Regions from separate parts of the Triticum aestivum genome. Here region 1 is linked to region 2. The links are chromatin contacts, called in public Hi-C maps. All regions are on one chromosome and are shown on one strand. Each heading gives the region's core, a stretch centred on a gene start, on an enhancer-like site or on the middle of the called end of the contact. The rest is flanking DNA. Distances are from core to core; before and after follow the strand shown.

What was found. Hi-C and Micro-C count contacts between places; a contact is called where the count stands out from the background.
Region 1: a contact with region 2 is called in a Hi-C map of leaf, with 5 times the contacts expected there. The contact joins the enhancer-like site here to the promoter of LOC123044711 in region 2. A contact is called at or near these places in 2 of 5 Hi-C or Micro-C datasets (both in leaf).

Annotation. Positions count from the first base shown.
Region 1 is chr2B:270,718,605-270,723,165 of IWGSC CS RefSeq v2.1, forward strand. It overlaps LOC123044713 (mitotic checkpoint serine/threonine-protein kinase BUB1), which reads right to left. Exons shown (of 14, transcript XM_044467546.1): 11 at 2,796-2,850; 12 at 2,571-2,705; 13 at 2,358-2,479; 14 at 1,929-2,264. The coding sequence ends at 2,075. Among protein-coding and RNA genes, the nearest start is that of LOC123044713, 7.1 kb to the right of the region's middle. Within about 2 kb of position 1,812, at least 2 of the 8 cell types and tissues checked have an H3K27ac peak or open chromatin away from gene starts, as enhancers often do. A contact at or near this core is called in leaf, where this site is marked.
Region 2 is chr2B:270,341,183-270,345,758 of IWGSC CS RefSeq v2.1, forward strand. It overlaps LOC123044711 (dof zinc finger protein DOF5.8), which reads right to left and starts at 2,282. Exons shown (of 1, transcript XM_044467545.1): 1 at 56-2,282. The coding sequence starts at 1,978. The coding sequence ends at 911.

The DNA of each region.
Region 1 (4,561 bases), core at 562-3,061, 380 kb after region 2:
TGTGGTAGAAGAAAATGTAGGCTGGGACCAGGGATCTAATTATGAGTTGCGCTAGGGCCGGTCTCTTCACGCATGCGCATTATTATGCCCGGTAATGCTCGAGTTAATCAGTGGAGTAATTATCGTCCAGGTTGACTGGCTCTTAGCTGCCAAAGAACCTGGCTGGAGAAGAGGCGAATTCAAATTTCTAGTGTCGACTTGAACTCGTGTTAAGAGCCATACACTAGCTGACCAATTACGATCATGTCGCGAACTGTGCGTACCTCAGGCGATTAGTTCTTTTTTTTGGTGGAACCAACCCATCAAGACTCGAGTCCGAGACTACGAAGGCTTCTGGGGTAGGGTGTGTGTGCGTGCATTCATGAAAGTGAGTGTATGAGCGTTTGCATCTGCATTGTGATGAAAAAACTACGATCATGATGTGCTCGACATCCGACCTTGGGTAATGGGTCAAATGGTACAATATCCCTCCGTTGTCCAACGCATGTTAGTAAGATTGTGCATAGTCTTTTTTCCTTCCCTTTTTCTTTTACAGCAACAAGATTGCGCTCGACAGTGTGAGGATTTACCGGTTCCATCTATCAAATATACTCAAAGAGAAAGGGTGTGCGTTCGTAAGGTGAGTGCTAGTATGTGTTATTGAGTGTATCCGTTTACACTGTGTTTCTGAAGAAAAAGGATTCTGCTATATAAGGTGACTTCCCCACCCTCCAGCTATACAAGGTTCTATTTACAAGGGTGTGTGTTATAAGCGTATGCGTTTGTACTATGTTTCTACAAAAAGTTTCAACGACCTCCCCAACCCTCCCCTCGTAACGATGGAAAACTAACATAAGTAAGTAAAAGATGATAACAATTTGCACTATGATTCCTTTGTGTTTATCAAATTTGGGTTGCTCAGCAAGTATCAGTATGCCTGTTCCCAAAGACGACATTAGTGTTAAAATGACCTTCATAATACTACTCCTTTGATATATCCGTATCTAGACAAATTTAAGACAAGAATTTTGTGACGGAGGGAGTATAATGTAACCGTTTGCATGTAAATCTGAAATGCGCTTATCAATTGATTGCCAAAAATACTGAAAAATTGGTGTAAACTCTCAAGTAGTTAAAACCTAGTACTACTCCGGGTCCATCCACAACGGTCTGCTTACAATTGTCTTGTATATACAGGTAGAGGCATGCCATAACCGGGTCCAAGTAGGTCTGCTTACAAGTCTGACGCCGAGGACCAAAGCTAGGTGCATGGCAGTTGGAAACCGGCCAAGACAGTGCAAGACCCAAGACAGATCCCTGCACCTAATCCAGGGCCTCGACCTGACAAACGCTGGATATTATGTCGCCCCAGAACGCTGCACCGTGGGCAGCAGCAGGCGCAGGCAGGGACCAGGACCAGGGCACTCAGTCAGATCCTGCATGCGATGCGCCCAAACATTATGCTATGGCTATGCTATGAGCGGGCAAAACCGCACCACGGATCGAGCCATCGTCCAATAACAACAAGACATACATGCACATCTCTATCTCCCTCCGTCTCCATCTAAGAGATCGGTGACATCGACACGAACGCCGCGAGGACACACAGCCCCAGTGGCCATACGCCAAGACACGCACAGTGAAGCGTTGGCTCATATATATCGCTCAGATCAGATGGGTGGGCAGCCCATGTCCTCGCCACAAGATGAAAGTGACAATACCGTTGAGCCAACATTGATGGTCCTAGCAAAAACGTGACATGTCTAACAGGACTGATTAGCCCCATTAGCCTAGCCAAAGAGACCCTTTGACTTTGGTTGGGCACTGTTGGTTCGTGACAGCAACCACTCATCCGTTGCGTGTCATCTCGTTTGTCCTACCTGTACCGCTGTACGCATATCTAAGACGGTAACTATTTGGTTCTCACCGGGACACATCTTGAGTACTAGTTAGACCATGACACGGGGGCGTGTATTTTCATTTTCAGATGATACAACAAGGCCACGAGATGTGGCAAAGACACATACATAGACATAGGGAGGCAGTGTAGAGTAGATAAATATCGCAGAGGCATTCTGGCGACGAAATGCACACCTCAGGATGAGCAAAGGGAGGCCTTCTGCTTTGCCAGCAGCTGGTTCAGCTTCACCACCAGCTGATAGTTGCTGCACATGTAATCCTGGAACGATCTCCGCAGGCTCCGGAGGTCGCCTACGTGGTTCCCATTGGAGCCCGGGTTCAGCAGCGTGGTGAAGAGCTGCTTCCACAGCGCAACGTTCCAGTACCTGTTCATCAAAGGACAAACAGGTGGAGGGGTTATCTTCTCACTCTGGGCAATCACTTTTGTAAGCAAAATCAAGAGCTCGCGGCAGCACAACCTTTTAAATGACAATTTCGGTTGGTACATGTAGTTTCCACCTGTTCCGGGCACCTTAGCGATGCTCATCTCTTCCCCGTGCAGCATCATGTGTGCAACCACGCACAGACCAAAAGTGTCAACCTGCAAGACAGGAAACCAAATCGATGTTGCACACGGTTCCTTTCTGTGATGATGCCTAGTAAGGTTGTGAGTAACTTTGAAGGGTACAGACTTGATATGTCCAGCTTCTCTCTTCTTGCATTTCGATACAACTGAACCCTGAGGTTCCACAATCCCCAAAGAACTCCGTGCCAGCTGGGAAGAGATTCACATCAATGCCCCGGCCCCAGTCAATAAGACACAGCCCCTGGAATGGATGTTGTTTCATAAGCAACACAAAAGGGCTACAAGCCTCCAATACCTCTAAATCAAGAATACTCTGAATTCATATGCTAACCTGATTCTGCCCGCTTCTCGTTTCGCTTCTGAAGGTATCGTCTGTGATCTCTTCGCTTTATGGGCCACAGGTGAGAGGAAAACTCATGTTAAATTTAAAAAAACGAGTTGACAAGAGCTACAAACTGAACTAGCAACTTCCGCAAAATAAGTTGAGAAACAGGCATGCATGTTTACTTTCTTCAAAGAGCATGCATGAAATGGTCTGGGTGAGCTTTAACACATATCAGAACATCAACATCTCAGCAAAAGCATGGAACGTGAAAATACAGATTCCAAATACACTTTGAAGTAATAATAATAAACAGAGTCAGGAATCATCCTAGATCTTTGCACCCACCAAACCCAACATCTGGGGCCAACAAATCGACCTCTTATCTACCTTCATGCTTGCTCTTATGACCAACCATTTCAAATATTTCCAAAGAAAGTTGTGGTCCTTAGTTGCAATAACATCTGGCATAATTCTAATCAGTTAGGAGACATTTGTAAGCTCGGAACACACATTTGCAGAAGAGTCACAACATCACCCAAGGTGTTTTAAAACGATTTGTACAAACTCGCAAAACCTGACTATTAGATGTCTGTAGTCACTTGTGCACACTAGAGGTGGTTGATCGGTGCAATCTTTCGTACTGTGACATTCAAACAGGCTGGGATACCATCACCCATAAAAACAAGAATACAGGATCTGCCCGAAATATATACTATCTCCGTCAAGAAATGCAAGTCATCCAATTGAAGGGACATCTACACGCCCTAAGTAGATTTTGGTAATTAAGGAGCTAATATGTGTGCTAAGTACATGAGCAGGTCTTGAAGCCCCACAAAGTGAAAAGAAGGTCCTCTGTCGCTACAAAGGCCAAAAGCCTCACACAACCATCCTTGGGTGATAATCCAGGCCAGGAGGCCGGAATCTCCAGACGCAGTAGCTAGTGAGCAAGGAGGCCAAAGACTTTCCAGGCACCCTTCAGGGTCGCCCAATTGCCGGCTCAGAATATGTGGGGTATTAGCACGTACATTGGCGGAGCTAGATAGGTACTTGGGTGTACAAATGTACATTCATCTCTGCAAGAAGGTTGACTACCTATGTATACACACATATGGATCAAATGAATTAAAAATTGTAGTAAAATGGTAATTTTTAAGGAAATATGTACACCCATTGTCTGGATACTGGCTCCGCCACTGAGCACATATACCCGAATGTGTAACCGGCCTGGAAAATATCCGGAGGTGCATTGTTACTGGGCCAGGCAGTTCCGAATGTTTTGTTGCCAGGATTCTGTGTGAGTGCCATGTCACCAGACAGTTTGAATTTGAAGGGTACCCTAGGACGAGAGTAGATTTGAGAGATTTTTGAAATTTCACATGTACACAGAGCTAGAGCATCGTCTACCAAGCATTCACCACGCCCATTTCTCTTGGAGTTTGCAGACTCCTAGGCACCGGCAGTCACCTGGGGACATCCAACGTGTGGATTCGCCAAAAAGACTTTGTGATGGCTGAAGATCGCCTCAAGATCATCCACTAATGGTTGAGCTTAGACACTGCCCAAGGCTCAAGGAGAAGAAGGTTAGGTCTTTGTGGTTGAAGGGACTTGGTGTTCAGGCCTCTCCAACGAAGACGTACAATACCCCCAAGGATTCGTACTCCAGGAACCAAATCCTCGTGTCCTTGGGGGTATTGTACGAATCCTTGGGGGTATCCTTTGGTTGATTTACTTTACCTTCACATCTTGTTTGTTGTGCCTAGCTTATCATCCTG
Region 2 (4,576 bases), core at 1,032-3,531:
AATGCGTGCATATAGTATTCATTCTTACTTACACACACATATATGGGGACTTGTATGAACCATCATCAGGACAACAGTACCAGTTTAATTCCTCATAACTCACAATGTCATCACTGGTACAACAGAGTTTGAACAAAAGATAACCCCAAGAAAAATGAAAGAAATCCACTCTAGAAGAGAGAGAAAGAGAGAAAGGAAGAAGAAACCCTTTAAAAAGGTGACCAATGCTTGAGAACTCAAAAACAGTTCTCTAATTAAGCTTCCACGAGAGGAGTACTAGTATTAACTTATACATCTAACGAGAGTTGGCAAATTGGAGTAACCAATTAAACACACTAATTAAAATGCCAAGATGAGAGAGAAAGCTAGAGAGAGAGAGGCTCATTACTTGCACCACCATTGCTGCTGCATGCTATTGCTAGCTAGCTCTCATATATCCTCCCCACACCTACACCATATGCCTTATATACAAAACACCCAAGGAGAGGGAGAAGCAGCAAATCAAGCAGTATAGCCAGGAGTGTCTAGACTTACACTTGCTTGCGTGCTTCCCTCTTCTCCGCGTTGATCTATGCATGCATGCCCTCGTCTTCTTGATTATGGATTGAAGGCGACGCCGCACAAGAACATGGACTGGACTGGACTGGTGGATCCATCTCTCCATCGGCGAAAGAGAACAAACCCTATGATTCTTTTTGGATCACTGCTTTCTGACCTCCGACTCCGAGATCGTCTCCCTCTCTAGCTACCCGGAGTATTCTCTCTCATCTTAGCTTTCCCCCCCACAAATTACATGTTATTTTAGTCAAGGAAAGAGTTAACCGGAAAAATGGAGGAGAAAAATCGACAAGTTAACGACCAGCGGCAACGAGTCCGTACGTCGAGAGTTCGAGACTCGCTGGACGGTCGGCTAGAAGAAGGTTGCAATGGAGGATCCGCAGTTGGCCATATCTGGCCACGCTGCAGGCGAGCCGCCGATGTTCCCGTTGCCCCAGTACATGAGAGGGGAGGACGTCGGCGCCGTGGCAGCGTTGCTGACCGCCGGGTTCATGGACGCCGCGGCGGCGGCGGCCATGAGCGCGTCCGAGGCCATGATGTTAGCCTCGACGTTAGACGACGACGTCGGATGTTGATCCCAGCTCTGCTGATCCCCATCGGTCGCCTTCTTCTGGTGGTGGTGGTGGTGGTGCTCGCCGGCGGTGGCCTCGGCTTTCACATGCAGCTCCTCCAGTCCCGGGACGATGGAGCCGGACAGCAGCGGCGCGTAGAAGCCGTCAAAGAGACCGCCAGCTCCGTCTTGAAGGTGCTGCTGCCAGGGCTTTATGTGGATCTGCGAGCCGTTGGCGTCGCCGGCGCCGTAGCCGAGCCCCAGCAGCTGATCCACCTGGGTCTGGTGCTGCTGGTGCATCTCGTAGGCGGTGGCGTCCGAGACGACCGACTGCATGGCGTGGAAGAGGCCGAGGTGGTCGCCGCCTGAGGCGCCGCTCCCGAGCAGGAGCGAGGCCAGGGAGCTGCTCCCGTGGCCGTGGAGGCCCAGCGCCGAGGAGAGGGAGCCCGGCGGCGGGAGCGACATGGAGGTAGACGACGTGATGCCGCCGGCAGCGGCGTTGGTGGAGGCGACGACGGCGCAGGAGCCCGGCCGGCCCCCTGATCCGTTGCTGCTCCTGGAGCGCTTGTTCTTGCGGCAGCCTCCGCCGACGGGGACGTTGCGGAGCGTGCCCCCGCGCGTCCAGTAGCGCTTGCAGGCCTTGCAGAAGTGGCGCGGCTGCGACAGCGAGTAGTTGTTGTAGTAGCAGAACTTGGTGTTGGCCGAGTCGCAGCGTGGGCAACGCAGCGCCTCCGCCCGCGGGTCCGCCACGGCACCGCCAGTGCCACCGCCTCCGGCCGACGAAGAGCTGCTCCTCCCCGCGCCAGCAGCGGCGGCTGGCTGCACCGCCGCAGCCGCAGCCGCAGCAGCCCCCCCGCCCGCGCCAGCCATGAATTGATCTCCTCCTCCCTCACCCCCGTACGTCTACAGATCAACACGCGCAAAGGCGGCTGCTAGAGACGAAGCACGCACGCAGGAAAGACTGATCGATCGATGGATGGAGGTGGGAATGGGATGGGGAGGAGAGGGGGAAGGGGCCGGGGTGGGTGGGGTTTTCAGCTGTGAGGTTCGCTGACAAGGGCTACACAACAAAATGGGCGTGCAGGTATTATTGCGAGCTGATGGTGATACTACCACACTTCCTTCCTTCCTTTCAGCTCCGCACAGCACAGCACAGCACGACAAGGCAAGATTAGTAGCTAGAGAGGGAAGCGGTCGCACGCAGCCTACCTCAGTTTATATAGCAGCCCAGCGCGGACCACGAGCGCCGCGTCTGCATGCTACCTGCTAGCTCCCGCGCACATACTACAGTGTTACTAGATCAGACCCATGGTTAATTAATTAAGTTTTTTTTTGCCGGAATGGTTAGTTAAGTTCCAAAAATGTCTACAGATTGTTAGGTTTCGAAGGGAAAAAAATACTGATGATGTTTGCGTTGCTGAATTTGCGTGTGTTATGTATTATTGCATGTGGTGCCATATCTGAGCTTTGTACTGTAAAAGCCGTTTTAGTGTGTAAGTGGGGGTGGGTATTGTATGTGCACGTGTATGAGTATAGCGTATAAGCTATGTGTGGGAGTTGTTGTTGTCATTCTGATTGATGTTATTGCCTTTGAATTGACTGGCGCACTGTCTATTTGTATATGTGCTGCGTTTTGCCTGGTTTTAGGGCGGACTTCTTTCTTCTTTTCGAAATAGGGCTCAAAGCACAGGCATTTGCATTGATCAATGCACATGATTCTTAATTAATTATTGCAAAATTTACACTATATATAATGTCTAAATAGAAAAACCAAAGGCCAGGAGGGCAAAGACTAGGCAGGGTATATTACAACTGCTCATAAACAAGAAATATGAAGCCTCATGCGTCACATATCCTATTATTAGGTCGCCCTTCAAATCTGTTGAACAGATTCCTAGGGACTATCTCTCATAGGTTTCGCCTACAGACCGTGGACGCCCAACCCCTCGCCCGGCAGAGATAGGATTCAGTAAGTTGCTATGTAGATGGCGAGCAAAAATGGATAGCTTTTGTCTGTCAAAAACATTACCACTGTGACTATTTCATATTGCCCAAAATAAAGCACAAACTCCCGCCAGGAGTTGAACTTTAAACATAGGATGCACCCTATTCAATCGGAAATCGAAGCGACATGCAAGTGCAGGGCACGTACCTGCCCAATCGTGCCCGGCTGTTCGATTGCTTTAAAATTCGTAAACTTGATTAATCCTAAGGCTTTGAATACTGTACAGCGGGGTCTATTCATGCATACTCTTTGCAGCTTTTGCCAGAGTTGTATACGCCATCCACCCCTTCTCCCATGCCTTCGGTTCACCTTTTAATTTTAACGAAAATGTTATACGGAACCATAGGTTCACCTTCAGCCGAACCTATGCTCGACACCATTGATTTCCAGACACTATTCATGAGAATCCATGCATGGTTGATTAAAAAATGCAGTTGACATGCATGTCTATTCATGAGGATTCATGCATGGTTGATTAAAAAATATTGTTGACATGCATGTCACAGATCCACATGTGATAGGTGTTGGGCTCTACGGTAGGGTGCGTCGGCTGCAAATTAAAATTTCCTACACGCAGAACAACCAAGAACATGCTACGGGAGATGGATCACAAATCGTTACCACTAGACGCGCAGTGCCGTGCAACGGAAGTAGAGTTGAGGCAACGCGTCCGCGTGGATCGTCTCCTCCTCGTCCGATCTCCCTCGAACAGCCGGTCGTCCGATTCCACGTACAAGTTCCCCGGAGCGGCGCAAGTGCACCGCCTCTAACAATATCCGCGCGTGCAGGAGGAACACCGTGTGGCGGACTGCTAGGTCCGATCACACAGTCGGCGGCGAGTGGAGGTGGCTATTCGCAACACATGCAAACCCTAGTCGCATAGCCGAAGCGATCGACTTCATGAGTGTGTCGCACCTCCACTTTATATAGGCGTCCGTCGCAGGCTCAACACTTGGGCCTCGCGCGGACCCTAAGGCCCAAAGTCTACTCGGTCACGTTCCTAGTCCAGTTCGGATCACATTCAACCAGTGTCCTACGAACCGACCTCGTAGGTTCCTTCCCTTAAGCGCGCGACCCCTTAGGTTCAAGTCGGCTTGGTCACAGTTCGGATAACCTCCGACCTGTACGGTTGGTAGCGGCCTCTAGCAAGGCGTGCCGACCACCAAGCAGACTATGAAACTGGTTAGGCGAACCTGTACAACGTGTCACACTTCTGTTCCCTTTGCCGCACGATATATGTTGTCGGGCTCAGGGCGAGACTATCATCCTTGTGCTAGCCCGATCTTTTTCTCGTTCCAGTGATGCCGACCACAATCCGGATTATCTCATAATCCTTGTCGCATGGCCATGCTTATCCTGGTCGGATCACATGAGGGGCCCAGAGTATATCTCTCCTGATCGGAGGGGCAAATCCCATCTTGCTCGACCATGTCTTGCAGCATGGTACTGGACAAACCCAAAAC